4 separate regions of the Mus musculus genome follow, and all the other regions are linked to region 1. A link is a contact called in public HiCAR-type and HiChIP or PLAC-seq data. All regions are on one chromosome and are shown on one strand. The core of a region is the stretch at or near the end of the contact, and the rest is flanking DNA. Distances in the headings are between cores, read along the strand shown. Region 1 holds the start of Ap5m1 (adaptor-related protein complex 5, mu 1 subunit). Region 2 holds the start of Lgals3 (lectin, galactose binding, soluble 3). Region 3 has its middle 11 kb from the start of Atg14. Region 4 holds the start of Ktn1 (kinectin 1).

Region 1 (5,585 bases), core at 1,864-4,363:
TCTATTAACACCTAACTTGGGATACTATTAGTATGTGGGACTTTCCCTAATTACCCCAGGAGAAGGAGTCTGACCTTCCTCTGCACCATGTTATCAGTTAACTCATCTGTCTACCCCAACTATAATTTTTTACTTCAGGATCTTTTAACCAATGAATAGACTTTTCTGTGGCATGTCTGATGAGACATTCAATACTGTTAATTTTAGCAGTTTATCTTGAAGTTGATAAGTACTCAAAAATATTTACTGAATGAATAACTGGCCCTAGTTTTTAACAAAGAACTCTCCTATAAAATGTAACCTACCAAGAGAAATGTGAAGAATCAGTAAGAATGACAGGAGAGACAGTCAACAAAGGAGAAGGAAGTATCTTCGGTGGTACATAGAAAAAGAGCAATATAGGCAGCAACAGAAGAATTTACCACTCAAGCCATGTTTTAATATGCTGACTATCCAAACCACTGAGGAATCTCAGTTCAGATAGGCCATCCTGAGTTTATTACTTAAAAACACCACAGACAGATTCCTTCAGAAAGACCTGTCAACGAGGAATGAAATTAAGAAGGTATTCTGGGCAACTTCCAGGATATACATTATTGTAATAACTGAGTCACCTAGTAATAAATCATCCCGTCAACTGAGTAAAGATTTACAGTTTGATTTTATTGTCAGAAGTTGTCTGTTTAAAAAAGGATGAGTCACCAAACCAGTAATAAGATTTTATAAAAAGCAGAGTTAGCAATGAAATTTCATAAATTCAAAGCTCAACTTTGTTTCCACTTAATTTCTCTGATGTGGAAAATGGAAGTCCAATTCTATTTAGAAGTACATGAAAACCAGGATGCATAAAAACAAAATATCCTTGACTACATCCTGCCCTGTTTCCCTTGCTCTCCAGCTGTGACTTAGAATGGGAAGTAGGAGAGAAAGACACAGCCTGACTTAATCTGCAACCCATATTTGTAGCAGTAGCTGCAGGAAATGGCAGCAGACACTGGGGGCCTTTTTCCTTCTTCCCTTTCTATTAGAAAAAAAAAAAGGTAACTTTTCACTTGGAGAATGAAGGTTTATTCACAAGCAGAACCTAGTGCAGGGTTAGACTCACAGGAAAGGACAAACAGACTTAATTATGCATAACTGGCACTACTTCATTGTAACTATTATTATGTTTCTGATTTTGATGAAACAACAACTACAAATGACAGAGTTGGGATCACTCCAGTTATGAGACCTATCAATATGCCTGTGTGTTCTACGAATCTTCCGATTACTGTATCATCATTGGGTTTCTCTCCTACAGAACTGCTGTCACTAAGCTAAACAACTTTAACAACTCCACTAAATGACAAGACTTAGAGAACAAAATACAAATTTCTTCACCCCTTCCCCCCACCCCCACTTTCTTCATCCCTGAGAAAGAAAACACATTTTCGAATAAGTTACTGAAGACATCTTGGTATACGTCTAAAGAAGAAAATATAATTTTCCATCCAAGAGGAAATTGTGGATGTTAAAGAGAATTCACTATAACAGTAGGATAATATACTGTTTTTCTGTTAATAAGTAGCTCGTCATGAAAGTATTATTTAAAGATCCCAAAGCCTGTAAGATATAAAAATTGAAACAAGTAATTACAGAATTACCTAGTATCTTGACCAAGGATACACAGTAAATGAGCAGAATTTTATGACTGGTGAAGCAAATGTTATAATATCTCCAGACATTTACATCTGAGGAACAGCAATAAATTTTTCCTAGGTGTAATTATAACTTTTACTCAAATCACTTTCATTACAACTTACAATTTAGGCATGCTATTTCTCTAAACAAATGCAGTATCTATGCTAGGAATGACTGCAAGTCAACGTTCAGTAACAAAAAAAAGTAACTGAAAAGTTAGATTTTTTTTTTAATGGAAACAATGGCATTTAAAATTCACGCCACAGAACACGCTGATGCTCAATGGATACAATTTTCACCTATGGTGACATTCTTAACTGTGAACTGCAGTGTTCTCTACAACTTACACTTCTGCTGCTATGGAGTAATCACGCCCCAGCGGGGGAGAAGGTGTATTCCTCATTTTTCTTCATATGACTACTTCTATTTTTTTCCACACAAGAAGATACTGTTTCATTGTCTTGTAACCCCATTCCATTATCTCAAACCTCACCGCTTCTGACACTGACACGCCACAAAATCCAACTGTCAAGTTTAAATATTGAAACACTCAAGAAAATGCACCTGAACGCTCCCACAGCTTCTCACAGCCCAAGGATCCTTTAACTAGCAGTCGGAGGGTTCCACAGCAATTAAATGCAGTAAGATGTGTCGCTTCCCTTCCGTGCTGAGGCTAAGTAGGCCTTTATTGTCCTTAAAAGAATCCTCCCAGCCTTTTCGACTGTAAGGTAAGACGGCAGGCACCCCAGGGCCGCTTCTGAGCTTGTCGGAACCTCGGCACCGAGGAGCCCCCCAGAGTCTCCATTCAGATGCCCCCTGTAGCACCGTCGCGAGGATCCGCACAGCAAGACCCGGCTCGCCGGCCCTGGGCTCCGGAGTCAGCCCTGCCCACTGCCCGTCCGGTCTCCGGGACGTCTGGCCGCCCTGCCACCCGAGCCGGCCCAGCGTCCCGCCGCCACCCGCCCCTCCCCCGCCGCCGCCGCCGCCGCCCGCCGAGCCCCGGGACCCACCTCGAAGAGCTCGGCCGTCGTGGCCATGCCGGCCGGCTGAGAGGCTCGCCCCGCGCTCGAGGCCGTCTCCGCTTCACATGCTGCGCCTCAGCGGCGCCGCTCACCAGTCCCAGCTCGGCCTACCGCCTCCGGCCCGGGCTGCGCACCGCTGCTGGCTGCCCCGGTCCTCACACAGCGAAGGCAGAGAGGGAGAGCAGCCATGAAGCGGAGCCGCAGACGCCTGTCAGCTGCCTCCCGGCGCCGCCCGCGCCGCTCCCATTGTCACCGCCTCGCACGCCGGAAGTGGGGCTGCGCGCGCCCGGCCGACTTCGCGGGGCGGGCGAAAGGAGCGAGCGGCGAGCGGGCCGCGGAGGCGCTCGTTTGCGACAGGGTGACGCGTCTTGAGCCTCGCGGGCCGCCGTCCCGGAAGTGGGCGAGAAGAGTATTCCAGTCCCTTGAGATTCCGGGTGTAGGTTCTTAAGACCTTCTGAGGAGTGTTTTAATCTCTTGAAGGGACCGGGAGACTTGAGTCACCTCACCCGGAAGAGCGAGCATCTCCAGTGAGCTCTTGCGGCTCAGGGAGAACCCGGACGTTGCCTGGTACAGCCCATCTAGAAGGCGGGGTCTACTTTGGCTGGATGGCGACCTTAGTTTCTACATCGCTCTGATACTTGGGAGGCTTAACCATGGCCCTGCGGGCAGTGTGGCTCATACGTCACGAACCAGGAACTCCACTTGGAGGCACCGTCAGATTCTCCAGGTAATTGCAAGTCTGGATCCTCAGGCATGATGGGTCCAAGGATGAATCTAAGCAGGAGTTTTTGTGGTGCGCTGAGTCTCAGCTGTCCCAGGAGCAGCTAGCAGGGTGCCCTTGGGCAATTTAGGCTTTCTACGTTTATCTCACTTTGTTGTAAGGAATGAGTTGCTTGTTACATGATGCTACATGTTTTCTAGTATTACTGCTATTGTATCTTTATTTATTTATATATTTGAGACAGGATTCATGTATACCTGGCTGTCCTAGAACTTGATACGTAGACCAGGCTGGCCTTGAATTTACAGATACCTCCAGAGTGCTGGGATTACAGGTGTGGGCCACGACACCCGGCTATACTAATGTATCTTTAAAATTAATTCCATCTGTTTAAGTTTGGTACAAAAATGATTGCTTAAAGAACGTTATAGTTTGCAGCTTCTAGTGGGTGAGCAAAATAGAAGTGTGAAAAATTAAATTACAGTCACCTTTTTATCCAGGTGGCATAAGTGGTTTGGTCCCACCTTTAGAATTTGCCATATCTTACCAAGATAATTCTATGGAGAGGACTCTGCAGTTCTTTATATTAGATATTAACCCCGATATAAAGTATAGCTGGCTAAGTTCCCCCCAGTCTATAGGCTGTCTCGCCACTTTGCTTGTAGTTTTATTTGCTTTGCAGAACTGTTTTGATTTCAGGAGATCCCATCTGTCAGTTCTTGAAGTTGTTACCTGTCTCTTGGCATTATTTCTAAGAAGCCTCTGTGTTAATGAGTAGATGTGTGTTCTTGGAAAGCAGCAATGTATGGTAGAAAGGTGACCAATTTTAAATCTCTTCGAATGTAAACCAGAAAGCATTTGAATGGTGTAACTGAGGAACTCAGTTATTAGGTTTTTGTTGCTGTGGTTTTGAGACAGAGCCTCACTGTGTACCACTGGCTTACCCAGAATTCACTGTGTAGACCAAGCTAGCCACAAACTCATAGATACCCTCCTGCTTCTGGTTTCCAAATACTAGAATTAAAGGAATGCAACAACCATGACCCCCATTAGTTGTTAGTTTTGCTTACATTTCAGTAACACATGTACCTGGTGTCTACCATACTGGATAATGCAGCTCTAGATACTTGAACTGTATGAATCTATGGTTTTCTTTATTTACATTCCTTAATGATAGGGTCCAAGCTGCCTCTACCTTTCAGAACAGTGCTATCTAGTAAACATCCTCAAACAGGGCCTTAGAACATGTCTGTACTGATTTAACAAAATACTGACAAATAGCTTCCCTGAATGCAAACAGAGTCATTAGAAATCAGTGAATTGGGCTGGAGAAATGGCTCAGCAGTTAAGAGCACTGACTGCTCTTCCAGAGGTCCTGAGTTCAGTTCTCAGCAACCACGTGGTGGCTCAAAACCATCTGTAATGTGATCTGATGCCCTCTTCTGGTGTGTCAGAAGACAACTATAGTGTACTCATATACATAAAATAAATAAACACTTAAAAAAAAAGAAATCGATGAATTTCTGTATTTCCCTGACTCTTATTTTAATTTTACCAGTAAAGGAGAACTAATTTCTATTTGTATACCTTTCTGTAACAATATTCATTAGACTCTTGAAATACCTTTTCTGTGAATTACCCTTTCCAAAGATACCATTTTATCCATTCTGTATAATTTTATCTGTTATATTTAAGTCCACTAGGAGTACATCTTTGAATATGGTGTTAAGTAGGAATTTCACTTCTTCTTTATATGACTTGAGTTTTCCTAACATCGTTATGTAAACTCTCTGTCTTTTATTGACTCACTATTGATGTTTGCTATATTTCTTCATATAAACATTGGTCTGCCTCTGTTCTATTACTTTCTTTTTTGTGCCAGTGTTCTGGTTTTATGTGCATGTATTTGTATCTTAACATTGTAATAGAAGTGAGACTTTTTGTTAATTGAAAAAGTAAGTTCTCTGAAGAAGCCATGCAGGGCTGAAGAGATGCTCAGTAATTGAGAACATGTCCTATTCCCAGAACCCGTGTGGGACAGCTCACCAGTCACCACTAACTGTAGCCCTCACTATTAAAACCAACATCTTTTTCTAGACTCCAAAGCCATCTGTACATAGCCACTGCCACCCTTCCACATACATACACATAATTGAAAAATG
Region 2 (5,585 bases), core at 1,897-4,396, 1.7 Mb before region 1:
TCCAGGTCATTCTATCTGCTCTCTATGAGAGTCCCTGTCAATGTGGTTCTGTTTATATTTCCCTAGGGCTTCAAGTTTTGTGGGGCATCTCTCCTTATTTGGCACAGCTTAGCTAGTTTCTGGGAAATTTCTCCTTCTGGCTGTACCTCATATTTCTTCATGCTTTAATTTTTATTACATTCAGTTATTGGTGCGTGGGAAGCCATGTGCCTGCCTTGGCGCATGAATGGAGGTTAGGGGACAGCTTGCAGGAGCTGGTTTTCTCTTCCTGCTGCGTGGCCCCAGGGCTTGAACTCAGGCCATCAAGCTTGGTGGGAGACACCTTCCTGCTAAGCCATCTTTAAGCTGTCCCTCAACAGGATGCTCTATGTTCATTATCTCCCTATTCCACTTCTAGCCTTCTGCTCCAATTTTAATTTTCCTACTTAAAAGGTGACTAATTAATTTGCCCCCTCCCCCCTCAGGTTTCCTTTCTCTGCTTTAGTATTTTTTTCCCTCTCTCCTGGCTTTCTCTACCTGAAGTTCCTTCCTTCAGATACCTTCCACCAGCTTCTGTCAAGTGTGAGGCTGCTCTGGGGGGGCCTTTGCCTGACTGTCTGCTCAGTTGTTTATTAAGTCAGAGTCCTAACATCTCTGTATCAGAAGAAACCAGGTGGCCAGTTGCTGACCGTCAAGGTCAGGCTTGCCCCTTATTTCAAACAGCACAGTCATTGGTATATAGACATTCTATGAGACTGTCTTGTACACTTATTTTGAAAGAGTTTATAGAGGCTTTGGGCTGGGTTCTAAAGAGTCATTTACTGCTCCTATACAGGTTGTAAACTCCAGACACTCCTTGATATACCAATACCCTTTCACTAGCTTTACTTGGCAGGAAATTGGCATAGAAGTGTTCTCTCCGATGGGCAGTGAAGACCTAAGTTCGACCTCATGATTCAGTTCAGCATAAGTAAGTCTTCTATGTAACAAAGACACAACCATTATCGATCCCTAAAAATGACCAAAGATTATGCACAGGGCAAGAATGTGACTCATCCCATATCTCCATGGCAACCATTTCAGCTGTCCACTTCTAGGTAACTGTAAAAGAGCGTCCTCATGACTCACGGTCTTAAGACTTTAAGTGTTTTCCTAAGAGACTAAAGGCATTCCTCTCTGCCCATCCTATTTCATGCCCACATGCTAATCATCTACAGATGACTCATTCAAACAAGCTTGTTGCCAGGCTACCTGTGTAGAGGAGAGTTCATGGCCTGCGAATTCTTCTCCAGCCACACAGTGACTTCCGTGTGTGTAAGCTTGGAGGGGCAGCAATGAGTGCATCACCAGCCACAGGCTCTGCCGAGCTTGTAAGTCTATCCTAGAGACTAGAGCAGGCCTCCTGAGTGCCCCTGGAATGAGAGTTTGCGTGCACATTTCCCTCTGGTTGTGCAAAACTGGCCGGGACTCTTTATTAACACACTAATAATTGATTACTTTAGAGACTACAGGAAATCTGGAGAGCCAGGTGACAAGTGACAGCTGGAGTGCTCCGTGGCTTACATAAGCCAATGGTCACAGTGATTGTTTGGGGTTTTTCATTTTTGTTTTTGAAACAAGGCCTGACTGTACATCCCTGGTGGCCTCAAATCGCCATACAGACCAGGCTGGCCTTAAACTTGAAGGGATCTGCCTGTTTTTGCATCCCAAGAGCATGCAGATCCCAAGAGATTAAAGACATGAGCCACCACACCTACTACCTACAGTGATTTTTTAAAAAAATACATATATTTATTTCTAAAATTTTATTTACATGTTTTAATATTTTACACTTGATCTTAGCCAAAAGGCCGAGAAGCGATGTTTTAATATTTTAAAATGCATTTATATTTGCACATATGCATGTGAGCATGTGTATGTGGCTTAAATGACAACATTCAAGAGTTGGTTCTCTTCTTTCCTCTTGAGTTACAGGGATCAAAGTTAGGCGTCGGGCTTTGTAGCAAGCACCCTTACGGGATTATGCTTGACTCTCTATACCCATATTTTCTCATGTCTAAAATGGGATTTGTAAGCAAGGGCACAGCGACATCACTGAATGAGTAGAAAGATAAGTTTATTGGGGCTCAAACCACCAAGGCAATAAACATTCCCCTGCCCCGGGTGTGGGGAGAAGTCAGCAGAATGGGGGGCTTTGAGCTGTTACAGGCTGTTGGGATTGACCGGGAAGCAGGTGCCCTTGCCTGAGGTAGTTGACATTGGGGGCAGACTAAGGGAGATCCCTGGTCAACAGAAACCACCTATAAGCTTCTGTTTGTGCAGCCAGAGTCCCTCTGTTTAGGACCAGCACTGGCATTCTGGGGGGCTGCTTTGGACCTAATAGGATTAAAATAATGCCAACTCCATAAATGTATGTAAAGCCCTAGGCATAGAGTGGGGTGCATAAGTGTTTGGTAGATATTAGCTGATGTATCTGAAGCTGGGGAAAAATTATCTTGAATATCCTTAACCACATCACTCAAGTTTTTAATCTATATAAATGGTTCCAAACTGGTTATCAGCCTCTTGCAAAAGCGGCTGTTCCTTGTAACTATTTTCATATAGACAGAGCTACACCCTGTCCTCTTGATTTAACTGCCCCTTGCCCGTGCTGTAACTCTCCTCCAATCTTTGAGAAAACATCTTCCTAGGAATCAATTCACACATTCATACTACTTCATTCATTAATTCATTCGTCCACATTCATTCATTCACTCATCAATCAATCAACCAACAAATACCTACCGAGAACCTACTATGTACCACATTGGGTTTACCCAGCCCAGCAAAATCCAGAGCAGGAGTGAATGCAAACAGGGGCACCTCTTACATCTCAGATTTGTCAGGGACACCTGCTCCTCCCTTCCCTCACACTCAAAGTCACTGCCATTTCTGCGGAAGGCTTCAGGTGAAGGAATTAGGGGCAGGATGAGACCCTGACAGGCAGCTTCAGACAAGGGAATTGGGTGAGTCTGAGAGTCTGGGTGCGGTCGGCTAGGGCCCACTGCGGGGCACAGGTGAGGGGCACAGGCTGGCGGGCGTGTCCCAGTCCACTGTGGGGAAGCTCCGTGGTCCGTGGGGCGCGGTCCAGCCAGGCGCCTGCAGGGCGAGGGATGCTGCCCCGCCCTGGGAGGGCGGGCCCGGGGAAAAGAGTACTAGAAGCGGCCGAGCCACCGCCCAGCTCTGACAGCTAGCGGAGCGGCGGGTGGAGCACTAATCAGGTGAGCGGCACAGAGAGCACTACCCAGGTGAGCGGCGCGGGGCGCGGGGACCGGTGCTGCTCAGTGCACCAAGAAAGGGCTGGGCTCCCGGGAGATGGACGGAGGTGACCTTCAGGGTCCCAGGCGCTGGTCTACCGCCTTGGCTCTCCTGCGGGTAACTCTCGGAGAAAGTTATTCACGACCTACATACTAAGTCTCTTTGGGATGGCGGGATGCCAGCGGGCCCTGGGCACTCCTTCGAAGCCCTGCGTTAGAGTGAGCCACAACCTACGGAGATCCACCTTGTAGCTGGCCCCTAGCTTGGCCATAGGGATCAGGTGCCTCTTCTGGCACGTTGGGGGTGGGGGTGGGAGTTTGGAGACTCAAAAGACATCGCCCAGGATTCCTGACTCCTGGAGGAATTCCAGCAGGCTCCTTTGGTGCACGTGGAAGCCTTCCACTAGAGATCTTGCTGTGTGGTGCCAGTGAGTTCCACCAGGTTCAGCGGAGGTAGGGGCTATAGCCACCCGCTGCGTGCTTGACCGCACAGGACAGTGCTGCCCAAGCCCTAGTGCGCATGTGTCGGGATGAAGAACTACTGTAACCTCTAACATTTTTTTGTAAGCCAAGTGACTCATTCGTGACCAGTGTGGTTATTTGTGCAATAACCTCTAGATCTGGGTGGAGGAAGTCTTGGGTGTGGCCGTGTTGGTCTCAGAGTGCAGACCCTTAGCGAGAGGCTTTCAAAGGTTGCATTTATGCTGAATTATGTTACTCAAGCACTATTGCAGGGAATCGAGGATGGGACGGGAATGGGTGGGGAGGGGGAGTTGAGACTGAGGCTTAGGATTCCGGCTAACCCTAGCAGGGAAGCAAGTGATTCCTATTTGAAGAAATTGGAATATTTATAAAGCGACCCCCGGGGAGTAGGGTTTCTGGATAATGAGAACATTTGGACTTAGTGACCCGGCTAATTCTGAGGAAAAGAACAGAAACCAGTGTGTAAAAACTATCACTTTCTGAAATTCCAAGATGTTTGCTTCAAGTTTATAGTTCCGTATTTTTATTTATTTACCTTTGGGGGCAGGGGAAGTATCTTAGTTAGGGTTTTATTGCTGTGAACAGACACCATGACCAAGGCAGCTCTTATAAAGGTCAACATTTAATTGTGGTGGGGGTGGCTCACAGGTTCAGAGCTTCAGTCAATAATCCTCAAGGCAAGAGCATAGCAGCGTCCAGGCAGGCATGGTGCAGGAGGAGCTGAGAGTTCTACATCTTCATCTGAAGGCTGCTAGTGGAAGACTGGCTTCCAGGCAGCTAGGATGAGGGTCTTAAAGCCCACACCCACAGTGACACACCTACTCCAACAGGGCCACACCTTCAGTTAGTGCCACTCCCTGGCCGAGCATATACAAACCATCCCAGGGAGACAGGCTGCCACTGCAGCCTAGGCAGGACTGGAACTTACTATGTAGCCCAGGCTGGCTTTCAATATTCAATCCTGTCTCAGTCTCCCAAGTGCAGGGGCTAACAGTGTAAACTACCACCCCCAACTGTTTCCATAAAACTTGAAGTTTAATAACAAAAGCCTTGCTTGTCTGCAACAACAGTCTTTGGTGGTGGTGGGGGGGGGAGGCAGTGCCCATCTGAAAGAATGCTAGTTTTTTTGTTCAGACAGGGCTGGTTTAGAACTTGTGATTTTCCAGGCCAGTACAACCACACCTAGTAATTGTCTCCTTCTTGGTCACTGATCATTTTTGCTTTGTTTTGCTTGTTTCTTGAGATAGGGTCTTACAATATAACCTTGGTTGGCCTCATACTCAGTACAGAGTTCAGGCTGGCCTTGAACCTATGCTACTCTTTCTCCCATGGTTTCCCGAGGACTGGGATTACAGATGTGGACCAGCCATCTTTACCCTAGCCTTTTCCCCTGAGATAGTCATAGTTATCTGTGATGGAGACTAGCCTCCTAAATTCAGAATGTTTAGGAGTTTGGTTTAAAATCTGCACTTACTCCATCTTCTGGGGAGGACATGGATGAGGTCTTTCAGGCTTAAGCTAAGAAGTATTTAATGGATGGCTCACTAAATTGTACACAAAGCAGAAGAGGTAGAGAATTGCTTGAGGGTTGACTGGAAAAATTGATCATTTTTCCGTAGAATGAGTCTATTCAAGGGTTCTCAATCAATGAGATAGTTCACTGGATCAAAAGCATTTGTTCATCATTTTTCGAGATGGGGTCTCACAGGCAGCCCTGGCTGGAACTCCATACATCAGGCAGGCCTGGGTCTATGACACCCTCCTGCCTCTGCATCCTGAATATGCTCAGATGCTTTCCAAAGAACTGTTCCTTAGGTGGGTGTGGGC
Region 3 (5,585 bases), core at 2,265-4,764, 1.5 Mb before region 1:
AAGAAACACACACACACACAGAGAGAGAGAGAGAGAGAGAGAGAGAGAGAGAGAGAGAGAGAGAGAGAGAGAAAGAGAGAGAGAATGGCTCACATTAAATCTCAGAGTGAATTGTAGTTTAGCGGTAAGAAAAGACCAGCCACTTTCACCTTCTGTTGGGATGGGGTGGGGTTGGAAAGGAAAGCAAAGGAAGTCCCTCCCACTGTCCCTACCCACTTGATTGAACAGTCTCACTGTTCCTTCTCCCGAGAGGTTAAAGGTTGAAATGAAAAGACTTAACTGATCAAGGCTGTAAAAGCATCTTCCATCCTGCATTTGCTCCAGTACTTTGGACCAGATGTGTATCCAGGAGTAGAGGGTGTGGTGCTGTTCTCTAAAGCCCTCGCTGCCCTTGCTGAGGGCTGAGCTGAGAAGAGGGAGCCACTCTGGCTGCGGGGCCAAACAGTTAGGATTAAAGAGGCTAGAAAGGTTAGAATGCTCTCCTGGGATGGGGATATGGTAAAGACAGCATTGTTGTGGCAGCTATAGCTGCACAAAGGCTCCCAAATATACACAACTCCTGGGGTAGTCTTGACCATGCTGCTGTTGGCAGAATGTGGACTTAGAACGCTGGACTAGAAAAAGCGGTTAAACCCTTTAATTGAGACTTAATGGGCATATACCCCTTAATGGACCTCCATGAGCATGGAGGACAGAGGTACTGAGAGCAATGTAGACTATGACAGCCTGGCTCACCAGGGCTCAGAGGAGAAGAATACTGCTTACATGGCCTAGAGACCATTCTTGTGATATTTTGAAGGATATGGCTTCTTTCTGCCCTTGCCCAAAAAATCTGCCTGGGGTTAAACTGGATTAGTGGCAGCAGCAGAGGAAATTTCAAGACAGGCTGGTATTGACTCTTGTGTCATGTTTGCTGGCTACTCTTACACAGATCTATAATGAAAAGAAGCAAGCTGATCAAGGAAAGATACAAAATGTATAGGAGGAGAAGAAGAAAAAAAAAAAGCTGGGTGTGGTGGCGCACACCTTTAATCCTAGCACTCAGGAGGCAGAGGCAGAGGCAGGTGGGTTTCTGAGTTTGAGGCCAGCCTGGCCTACAGAGTGAGTTCCAGGACAGGACAGGCTACATAGAGAAATCCTGTCTCGAAAAACCAAAAGAGAGAGAGAGAGAGAGAGAGAGAGAGAGAGAGAGAGAGAGAGAGAGAGAGAGAGAGAGAGAGAGAGAGAGAGAGAGAGAGAGAGAGAGAGAGAGAGGGAGGGAGGGAGGAAGGAAGGAAGGAAGAGAGAGAGAGAGAGAGAGAGAGAGAGAGAGAGAGAGAAAGAAAGAAAGAAAGAAAGAAAGAAAGAAAGAAAGAAAGAAAGAAAGAAAGAAAGAAAGAAAGAAAGAAAGAAAGGGAGGGAGGGAGGGAAAGAGAGAAAGTTTAAAGAAAAGCCAAATGCTACACCAAATGATAGGAGTGGTGACCTCAGGATAAGACCCCACCCAGCTAAGCTTCTAACTTGTAAAAAGTAATTAAATAAAATCATAAGCAGTGAGGAAAGTGGTCAGCAGCAGAACCAGGGAGCCTTGTGCCAACCCCAGCAAACAGCAGGACTTGGCAGGGAGCCTTGTGCCAACCCTAGCAAACAGCAGGACTTGGCAGCTTTGCCGTAGAGTCAAAGATTCAAGGGCTTACGGAATCTTCCATCATGGCTAAGAAGAACCACTGAGGTCAGGCATGTGTCAGGAGTGTCCTTTCATGGAGGCTCAGGCATGTGTCAGGAGTGTCCTTTCATGGAGGCTCAGAGAGGCCATTTTGTGCATCTGAGAGGGTGAGGCCTAGATTACCCTGTGGATCCCAAAATGTGGAAGTCAAGTCGCTAATGTCATGTGATCTCTGCTGAGGAAGGCTGCTAACACGTTTGGAAACAGCTAAAGGGAAAGAAATATGTTGCGGTCAACAACGCTGAAAGGGGTTGGAGATTTGAAGAGCACTTTGACGTCAGATGTAGAGATACAGAATTTGAAAAATTCCCCTGCTTGCTTTAAGTCTTGTTTTGGTCCAGGATTCCCTCACTAGGCTTCCTTCCCTCCGCTTTTGGAATGGTAAGACATGCTTTCTGCCATTGTGTATAGGAAGTTATCGATCTGCTTTTTGATTTTGATTTCACTGGAGTTAAAGTTAAGAGATTGCCTTGAGTCTCTGAAGAGTCTTTAAACTTTTACAGTGTTGAGACTGGGATAGACTATGGGGACTTTTGGAACTGGGTTGAATGCATTTTTGCATTATGATATTGCTACAAGCCTATAGGGGTCAGGGAATGGAATGTGAAGGTTTGAATAAAGATGGCCCCCATAGACTCATAGATGTGAACGCTTGGTCTCAAGTGAGGGGCACCATTTGAAAGGATTAGGAAGTATATCACTGGGAGTGGGCTTTGAGGTTTCAAAAAGCCCATAGTCTGTCTTTCTGTCTCCCTTCCTCCCTCCTTGCTAACTATAGATTCAGATGCTAACCTCTCAGCTACTTCTCTAGCACTATGCCTGCCTGCGTGTGGTCATTATTATCTGCCATGACGACTATGGACTAAACCTCTGAAACTGTAAGGCAGTCCCAACTAAGTACTTTAGTTTGTAAGAGCTGTTGTTGTTACGGTGTCTCTTCACAGCAGCAGAACACTGACTAATACACATGTCACTTGAATCATTACCTGTAAATGTATCTTTTATTTGCCTGATGTGATTGTTATCTCGGAGGCTTAGTGCTGAGTGAACTCACTCTTTCTAGCTCTTTCTGAACTCTGGCTAACTGGATCAACTCAGCTGTGATTCAGCTCTACTCCAAGTTCATTGATTCCAACTGGCTTCTTGCTTCTGACTGAATTGCTCTGCTGGGTCTCAAACTAACTCGGCAATCTGTTCTAATCTTCTGGCTCCTTCTCCTCTGGCTTGTTCTGTCTTCACCTGCGTCTAGCTTTTTCTCTCTACAAACAACCTGTCTCTGTAAAACTGTCCTGGTAAAAACTGCCTCTGAACTCCACAAACTGCACTGCCATCTGTTGAACTGCGGAGAACTCAACCCCCCTGTGCTGCCTCTCAACTCAGTGACTTCACTGAACTGACTGACGGGAACTCAGAAATCTGCATGCCTCTGTCTCTTGAGTGCTGGGATTAAAGGCATGTACTACAACACCTAGACCTAATCTTTTTTGTACCTAGAACTTGATCAGTACCAGGCTGGTCTCTCAAAGATCTGCTTGCCTCTGGCCCCTGGAATTAAAGGGTTGTCTGTGAGAGATCAAATCTTTTGGGTTGAGACTCCATCTTAAAGAACCTGACCTAAGGTTGAACTCAAGTTAATTAACAGGCTGGTATCTAGCACCAGTTTCCAGGTTACCTCCCAACAAGACCTGCATCTAGTATCAGTTTCCAGGTTGCTCCCCAGCAAATCTGTACCCTCAGGTTACAAGCCCGCCCCTGACACTTCACTTCCTAACAACCACCAATCAGGAGGAAAACAGAAGTTAAGTTTATAGTTAGGCTCTCAGCACCAGCCAATTATGTTAAAGGGTGTAATTGCCCACCAGTCTGATGTGTACTAGGCTAGATACCCCTTTTTTTCCCTCTATAAATGCTTACCTAAAACTGGGCTTGGGTGTTGGGAGCTATTAAGACAACTCTTGATCTCTGAATTGGGCCTCTCCCACCGAGAAGAAAAAGGGGTCAAAAGCGGGCCACGGACACATGGATTCCGGGAACCACGGGAGGTTCCAGCCCTAGGTCATCACCGATGTCCTGACCACACCCTGATACCACCAAGTTCTTGCTTCCCCGTGTAGCTGCCAAAAGAAAGAATTTCTATTGCCCCCCTCCCATAAGTACTTCTCCTTTTGCTTGTATTGCCCCACCCCTCCCACTGATAAGTGTCTGTACTTCCCCTTTTGCTTGTGCATTTAAGCCTTAGACCTTTTTCAATACATTAGGGTCCTGATACAACTTCAGAACGGTTTCCGTGTCCTTACTCTTACAAGACCCTCGTCTCTCTCTACCCCCCATTTGGTTATTAGGAGGAGGTCCCCTCGAGATCCTCGAATAACTGGACCTGCTGGACGGGTCACTTGGGACCCTCTCCTGTTCTCACCATCAGAGACAGTGGTGTGGCCCAAGCTCAGGCTTGGATAAGGAGACCCTAGTGTGATTGGATCAGATTCGGTTCCTTGGGGTTCACGAACGTCTCCTGGCACAACATCTGTATTCTAGCCAGAGTAGCTGTTGCTGGATTAAAATTCCTCTACAAAAACCTCTTGTTAGATGCTTACCATTGATACCCAATTTTAAACAGTGCTGAAGTACACATTGCTGCCTATGTCTGGAACAGTTGTCCCGTGTTTGCTTAGGAATTGGTGTTTCTGGGATCAGAGACCTATAGACAATAGAAAGGCCCCAGGGTTCATTTAGATACATGCAAAGAACTCAATGTAAAAAATCAAGAGCCTGGGGCAGAGAACATCCTTCAGGAAGTGTCGTTTGGATACTGACTGGTGGTTTGAAAAAGAACTTACCTTACACTGAAATAAGAGTCTAGACCTGCTCTATGCAATTAATTTAAATATTATTTGTGCTTGACAGGCACGGTAACCAGTGGCTACCCTTGGGTACCAGGACTACAGGACACTCCCAACACACAGAGCACACTCTAGACAAATCAAAAAGTCACAATTCTTTCTCAATACAATGTAAGACCTAAAAAAAAAAAAGCAGGAGCAAAATGGAGGTTAGCATTACATCATGTACTGTAAGGGCTGATGCCTTCCTAAATGTGTTTGCTTGGCCCAGGGAGTGGCACTATTAGGAGGCCTTGTTGAAATAGGTGTGGCCTTGTTGGATTAGGTGTGTCACTGTGGGTGTGGGCTTTGATACCCTCATCCTAGCTTCGTGGAAGCCAGTCTTCTAGCAGCCTTCAGATGAAGATGTAGAACTCTTCATTTCTTCCTGCACCATGCCTGACTGGAGGCTGGCATACTGCCAACCTTGATGATAATGGACTGAACCTGTAAGCCAGCCCCAATTAAGTGGTGTACTTATAAGAGTTGCCTTGGTCATGGTGTCTGTCCACAGCAGTAAAACCCTATCTAAGACACCAAGCAAGATTCCAAATTTTCAAAGATAACGGGAAAAATGGACCCACTGACTATGTACCAACCATTTTAAATTGTTTTTAAAAGCCTCCTTTAAAACATAATAAATAGATCCAGGAGGTGGCAGCACAGGCCTTTGATCCCAGAACTTGGGAGACAGAGGTAGGCAGATCTCTGAGTTTGAGGTCAGCCTGGTCTACAGAGTTTCTGGACAAGGGTTACACAGAAAAACTCCGTCTCAAGAACAAACAAACAAACAAACAAACAACAAAAAAACCCATGAAAATAGTAATCTTGACAAATATTTTAGCATAAATTGGCAAAATACTTAAAATATAAAAAGCTATTAACAAAAGAAAAATATCTAGAATATTGAGCAAATGAAGTAATATGCATCTTACAAGCTTAATATATCAGAAAAATATAAATTTAGATAATGTAAGCTTCCTCAATCAATTTATCAGATA
Region 4 (5,585 bases), core at 828-3,327, 1.4 Mb before region 1:
CAGCCTCCCTTCCAGTACTGTGAGCTGCTTTACTTCAATGCTTATCTCTGCCTTCCCTGAGCTGGCTGAGTGAGATACAATCTCTTACTCAGATGCTACTCTGATCTCTACAGAACTCCCCAATTCTGGGAAGCCTACATGGTCAAAACAGGAATGGGCAGGCGCCTCTTCATCTATCAATATATTGCATGCCTTCAAATCTTCCCCAAAATCCGTTAAGAAGAAAACTGGTACAAGCTAAAAGCAGTAAACTGTGCTTTTTGTCCGGGGGGGGGGGGGGGGCGCAGGGGGGAGGGGAGAAATAGTCTTTCGGTAGCTACATTATACCTTATAGTTTTCAATAAGGTTTAATTTCTGATTGTTTTAAGAGATAACTCAGATGGGGAGTGCTAATTCCTTTTAGCAAGTTAGTTGTGGGTTTCAGCGACATGGACATGACATCGGTGAGTAGTGAGCAGCAGTCACAGTTAATTATAACTTAGGTTAATTATGTGTGTTAACTATAGTTAATTATGTTACATTTTACTATACTTCAAAACTTAGAGGATTAGTCTTAAATACCAATAGGGCTTGCCACCTGTAACATATCTAGTACATCTTTTTGTTTTGATGTGAGCAATTAGAAAGCTTATAGGAAGGAAGCATCCAGCTGTTCCCCTTTGAGAAGTCAAAGTTCATCCGAATAGAAGTGGCTGGCGCATTTATACTTCTGTATCGACTATAAGAAGTAAGACGTTTGGAGGATTGCTTCCCTAAAGACCATGCTACTATGTAACTTACGAAGGAACCTATGTATCATTTGTATGCAAATGATGGTGTCCTTTTCCTAATGTCAGAAAAAAAAATCTAACTGGAAACTTTTTTGTGGGTGGAGGGGGCGCAATTACAGAGTTGTTTGTAAGCTATTCAAGAACCTTTACATTCCATTACAGAAATGATACAGTTACACTTTGTATTAAGCTACTAATGGCCTCACTTCCCAACAAAGCCAAATCTTCTGGCACTTACAGGTTCAAGAGACAGCAGCTCAGAAACAGTGTTTTGCTGGCCTTGGAGCTGGTGAGTGCTGAATAATACTCATGAGAAAGGAAAAGAGCAAGCTCCTTGAGAAGTGGTGATTGGACACTGGTGGAATTCTCAATACCTCATCAGGCTGTTGCTACAAACGCTTCAGCTTTCATTTCTGCTTTGAAGAGCTCTGAAAGCTTGGGCGGAAATCATTCGAACGCAGACAGATGCGCAGCATTCTTGTAACTAGCCTATGATGAGGACATTCTCTGTTGTTAATGTTGAGACTTATCTGATGCTCCAATCATTAAGGATTGCTCCTGGGTAATGGTAATGGTGAGTCTGATTCTATTTCTCTACCCCACACTCTAGAAGCGTGCCAATCATTTGGTAACTTTTGAGGAGAGTTTAGAGTATGTTGTAGATATGTTCAGGGCAGTGACTGGCGTTGTCTGAGATAATAATAATAATAATAATAATAATAATAATAATAATAAAACACTAAAAAGCAACACCGGAGAAAAAGCTTCCATCCTCGCAGCAAAGAGCAGAGAGACGCAGAGATTCTGGTCAACCCCTCTTAGCGCTGCAGTTTCTAGTTATTTAACCTTGCTTAAGGAATGGCCAGCAGCCAGCAAGCATTGCAGCCTTACAATATTTGCACACAACTTATTTAGGTCGGCTCTATAAATTCCTCGTTTTGCGGATTTCGGAGGAGAAATCCCAGCCGTGTGTGTGTGTGTGTGTGTGTGTGTGTGTGTGTGTGTGTGTGTGTGTGTGTGTGTGTATGTCTAGCAACTTGGAGTACGGTTAAAAGGAATCAACCCGTGTCGGGGGCCAAGTGGTACTTTTGTGCGAGGGTCACGTGAGACCAAGGCCGACTGGGGGAGGCAGAGTAGGGTTGAATGGATGAAGGGATTCCGCAGGGACTTCCAGGCGGAGGGTGACGTCTCTGCAGCCCAGCGCGGGGCATCTGGAGGCCGCCGGCTGCGCGGACCTGTCCCTTTAAGGGGCCGGTCTCCGGGCCCCTCTGGCCGCGACGCCCGGACGTGCGGAGCCGCCCCGCCCCGAAGCCGCCCGTTTCCTGCGGGGCGGCGCGACGGCACCTGAGCTACTGCGGCGGGGCCTGGGAGCGCGCTGACCAGGAGGTAGAGCTCGCGCCGCTGCATCGTCCCGGCCTGGTACCCGGCTGCGCAGGGTGAGGAGCAGGGCCGGGGACTCCAGGGCGCGCGGGCGCGGGGCGCAGGGCGGGGGGCTGCGCTCGCGGGGTAGGCCTCGCACGGAGGTCGCAGTGTGCAGCGTCCGCCCAGGCCGCGCCGCCGCCGGCCCGCTCCGAGGATCCGCCTGCGGGTTCGGGCTCCAGGGTTCTGGCTCGGCGATCTCCCCGTGGCTGCAAGGTCCGATCCCAGGTCCGCGAGTGGCCGGAGCTCCCCGGCCATCTCCTCTGAGGGCGAGGTCGATCCGCCAGGGCCGCGGGGTGACCGAGGAGCCTATTTTTAGCTGGGCTCGCAGGCCCCAGGGCGGGCTGGCGGATTAAGGCTCTGATGAGGGTGACCAGAGGGAGCGCCTCGCCTCGCCTCGGGCGCCCTGGGCTCGGGCTGGGCCACGCGTGCGCCATGCTGGAGCGGCTCTCCCCTCGCTTGTCCCGGAGCGCCGCCCCTCCCACCACCCGGTCCTGGGAGTTAGGGGAAATCCTGCGAAGTTCTCCCTCTCTCCCAGGGGTGTGTCCGCCTTGGTGTCCAACAATAGAATTTGGGGTGTCCCGGATCTGGCCGCTTTTGGCGTAAGGGAGCAGAGTTCGGCCATCCGAGACCGGGGCTTGGGAAGCAGCGTTCTCTTCTTTGTCCGGCTGCCTCTCGGTTTAGGTCAAAAAGTGCGCTGTTTAGTGTCTTCGGGTCCTTCTGGGAGGAGGCGGAAACCCGGATTCTAACAGCAGGGCCACTGCTAGAAGTGGATTCCTTAGCAGCTATGTGGATTAGCATAGCTTCAGAAGCTGCGGGCCGAATAGAATAGTTCAAAGTTTTGGAGTGTTCTGAGAAATTGACAGCTCCACACCCAGGTAAAGAGGAGCTCCCCAAAGGTGAACTAGACATTGAGTTGTGTAGCAGGTGACTTAGGGGTGATTTAACTTTTTTTTTTTTTTTTTGCCTGAATTAGGTTGCACTTGTTTTCTCCCCTCACCCGCAAGCACTGGCAGCAGTGGCTCTGGTGTGGGTAAAAGCATTTGGTGATGAGACCTGAGATAATCTGTCCATGCTGCCCTGGGGCATTCCGGCTGACCTGTGTTCTGTATGTGCCGCGGTAGCCTTTCATATCTGATGTGTTGCTTGGTAAATAAGCCTCTTTCCCATTCCACCTTTCTTTTAGAGACCTTACACGAAATAGCTAGGCTTAATTATGTAGGTTCTTTCCCCATGCCAACCCTGAGTTAGAAACGTCTCTGAATTTTGTAGCCCTCAGTAGACATACATGTCTTAATTATCAGGTGCATTAGAGAATAAGGTGTTCTACATTACTGAGACACACACTCAAATATATCGGGAAAATTCCTCAAGTGTATTAAACACTTTAATATCACAAAGGATACCCAGTATATAATCCTTTCTTGATTCATTGTCAGCATTATGGAAAGCCGTTGGTTTGTTTTATTTTATTGGTATATTTCTATGACCTCCCTAAGTATTAGCAGCCTCTTTCTCTGATATAGTTTCCCCCTAAACAAATCTAATAAGCAAAATCCACACAAACCCCTCACCCCCCGAGCAGTGTACAGGCTTGCTAGTTTGTAGGTTTTGATCTTTTGTTAGATTTTGATAAAGACCTAACAAGTAAAGGGCTTGTTCTGAGGCTCAGCTTCTAGAGGACGCATGGTAAGATTGACCGTCAGTCAGTCTTTAGCTGGAATTTTACTTGAACTCTTTGGAGGATGTATCGTTTTTCCAGGGAGGGACTCACTGGGGTCAGCCAGAAACTTGAGCATGCCATATATACTTTTGACACCTCTAGCCCTCGAATATGTATTTTTGTTTGTATGCCTACTATGCTTTTTTTTTAATGGCCAAATTTTTAATTAAAAAGATTTTTTCAATACTTTGTAAAAAATAAAAATTAGTAAACTCAGTGGTTCCAGGAGAGTTTGCTTTAGGAATCTGACCTCATGTGTAATAAGGAATGGCAGGAGGTGGGGGCGGGGGAGGTACAAATGTTCAGGTGTTTGAAAGTAACCTCTTACGCATGTGGTTTTAAAGGTCTCTGAAGGCAAATCCAGAGTATCCCTAGAGACCAGAAGTAACTGTCCAGAAGTCGCAGTGACCTCTCATGTATAAATGGACTGCATCCCCCATCATTGCTGCTCCAGTTCTAAGGGACAGAGTCTGGGGTGTTCTGATGAAAAAGATACGATGTATTTGTTAGCAGCTGGGGAAAATTGGTTTAAGATTATGAAGGATATGGTTCCTATAAATAGAAACTTAGGGGGAAACTTTAGGTGCCAGGAACCAGAGTTTGAGTAACTTAAGCCATCACTAAAGTCTAGAAGAGAAAAGTAATAATTTACAAGTGTTTGTCAAGTGCATGAATTGGTGCTGACAGCCTTAAATTGCTTTTAAGCCTTTTCAGTTAAAAAAAAAATGCTGTTTGTCATGATAGTGTCTTTGATCACTCCCAAGGGCAGAGCAGGTGGATCTCGGACAGACCAAAGTAAAAATAAAAAGGGTTGTGAGCTTTAGCCTTGAAATGATTTCCTCCTACCCCCTTTAAAAGAAAGGGTCCGGTCTCTACCATGGAGATTATTTGTATCCCATGTTCATTCACTATAGCAAAGAGTTGGAATCAACCTAGTTGTCTGTTAGTGGGTAAGTGCATAATGAAAATTAGGTCTCTCTGTAAAAGAGTACTATTCACCTCTAAAGAAAAATGATGTAAAAACATTTGCAGGAAAATGGACAGACTTGGAATGTATGCTAATAATCAAGGTCCCTCAATCTCAGAAGGAATTAACTGAGTGTTCTCTCTCCTAAGTGGAGTCCAAACAGTTGTATCTGTGTAGACGTAAACTAGTGCATATGCAGGCACAGCCAACATGAAGAAAAGAGAACAAGAAAAGCTAAATATAAGGATGAGGAAGGACTGCGTGCAGGTGTTAGGTGAGTTTAGGGTTAAGACATGATTGAGGTTATAAGGCCAATTGCTTTTCTTGTTCTAAGTCTGTCATGGTTTTGGTTTTTTTTTTTTTTTTTTGGTCTTGTTTTGTCTTTGATGGTGGTTAATGGTGGTTAAGTGCATAAAATGTATTTGATACCGAAAGTGTAAAATTTAATGTGAAACTTCACAACTTCCATTTCAAAATGTCAATATTAACTATAGAAGTTCATTAAGTTATATAGACTTTGGCTGTGGTTAATTTTGGCATTTGATGTTTTTGCTTGAAAAAGTTTTAAAAAAAGTTAAAGTTTATAAAATAAATTAATAAACACTTTGGTACTAAAAAGAAAGGTGCTGACCGCATAGGTCTGACCTGGGTTTCTGCCACTGCCTCTTGAACAGTACACCCGACTCCTTGGGGCTTCTGCCTAGGT

What was found. HiCAR-type assays count read pairs that join an accessible place to other places. HiChIP or PLAC-seq counts read pairs in DNA pulled down with a chosen protein or histone mark.
Region 2: an H3K27ac HiChIP or PLAC-seq map of bone marrow-derived dendritic cells shows a contact between it and region 1, with 3 times the contacts expected there. The contact joins the promoter of Lgals3 here to the promoter of Ap5m1 in region 1. A contact is called at or near these places in 1 of 39 promoter capture datasets (hippocampal neurons) and 4 of 115 datasets of contacts at active chromatin or transcription factors (astrocytes, bone marrow-derived dendritic cells, embryonic stem cells and 1 more).
Region 3: an H3K27ac HiChIP or PLAC-seq map of embryonic stem cells shows a contact between it and region 1, with 4 times the contacts expected there. The contact joins the enhancer-like site here to the promoter of Ap5m1 in region 1. A contact is called at or near these places in 2 of 39 promoter capture datasets (hippocampal neurons and liver) and 5 of 115 datasets of contacts at active chromatin or transcription factors (astrocytes, embryonic forebrain, embryonic stem cells and 2 more).
Region 4: a contact with region 1 is called in a HiCAR-type map of astrocytes, with 9 times the contacts expected there. The contact joins the promoter of Ktn1 here to the promoter of Ap5m1 in region 1. A contact is called at or near these places in 6 of 39 promoter capture datasets (the C10 cell line, cranial neural crest, frontonasal cranial neural crest and 3 more), 7 of 115 datasets of contacts at active chromatin or transcription factors (astrocytes, differentiating embryonic stem cells, extraembryonic endoderm stem cells and 4 more) and 3 of 9 other capture datasets (adipose tissue, liver and pancreatic islet).

What each region holds. Positions count from the first base shown.
Region 1 is chr14:49,063,436-49,069,020 of GRCm38.p6, forward strand. It overlaps Ap5m1 (adaptor-related protein complex 5, mu 1 subunit), which reads left to right and starts at 3,114. Exons shown (of 8, transcript NM_144535.5): 1 at 3,114-3,429. The coding sequence starts at 3,356. It overlaps Exoc5 (exocyst complex component 5), which reads right to left and starts at 3,232. Exons shown (of 18, transcript NM_207214.3): 1 at 2,691-3,232. The coding sequence starts at 2,717.
Region 2 is chr14:47,370,714-47,376,298 of GRCm38.p6, forward strand. It overlaps Lgals3 (lectin, galactose binding, soluble 3), which reads left to right and starts at 3,147. Exons shown (of 6, transcript NM_010705.3): 1 at 3,147-3,239. It also overlaps the pseudogene Gm52166.
Region 3 is chr14:47,576,652-47,582,236 of GRCm38.p6, forward strand. No RefSeq gene overlaps it. Among named protein-coding and RNA genes, the nearest start is that of Atg14, 11 kb to the left of the region's middle. Within about 2 kb of position 3,515, at least 8 of the 459 cell types and tissues checked have an H3K27ac peak or open chromatin away from gene starts, as enhancers often do. A contact at or near this core is called in embryonic stem cells, where this site is marked.
Region 4 is chr14:47,647,234-47,652,818 of GRCm38.p6, forward strand. Ktn1 (kinectin 1) reads left to right here and starts at 2,078. Exons shown (of 39, transcript NM_001347527.1): 1 at 2,078-2,206.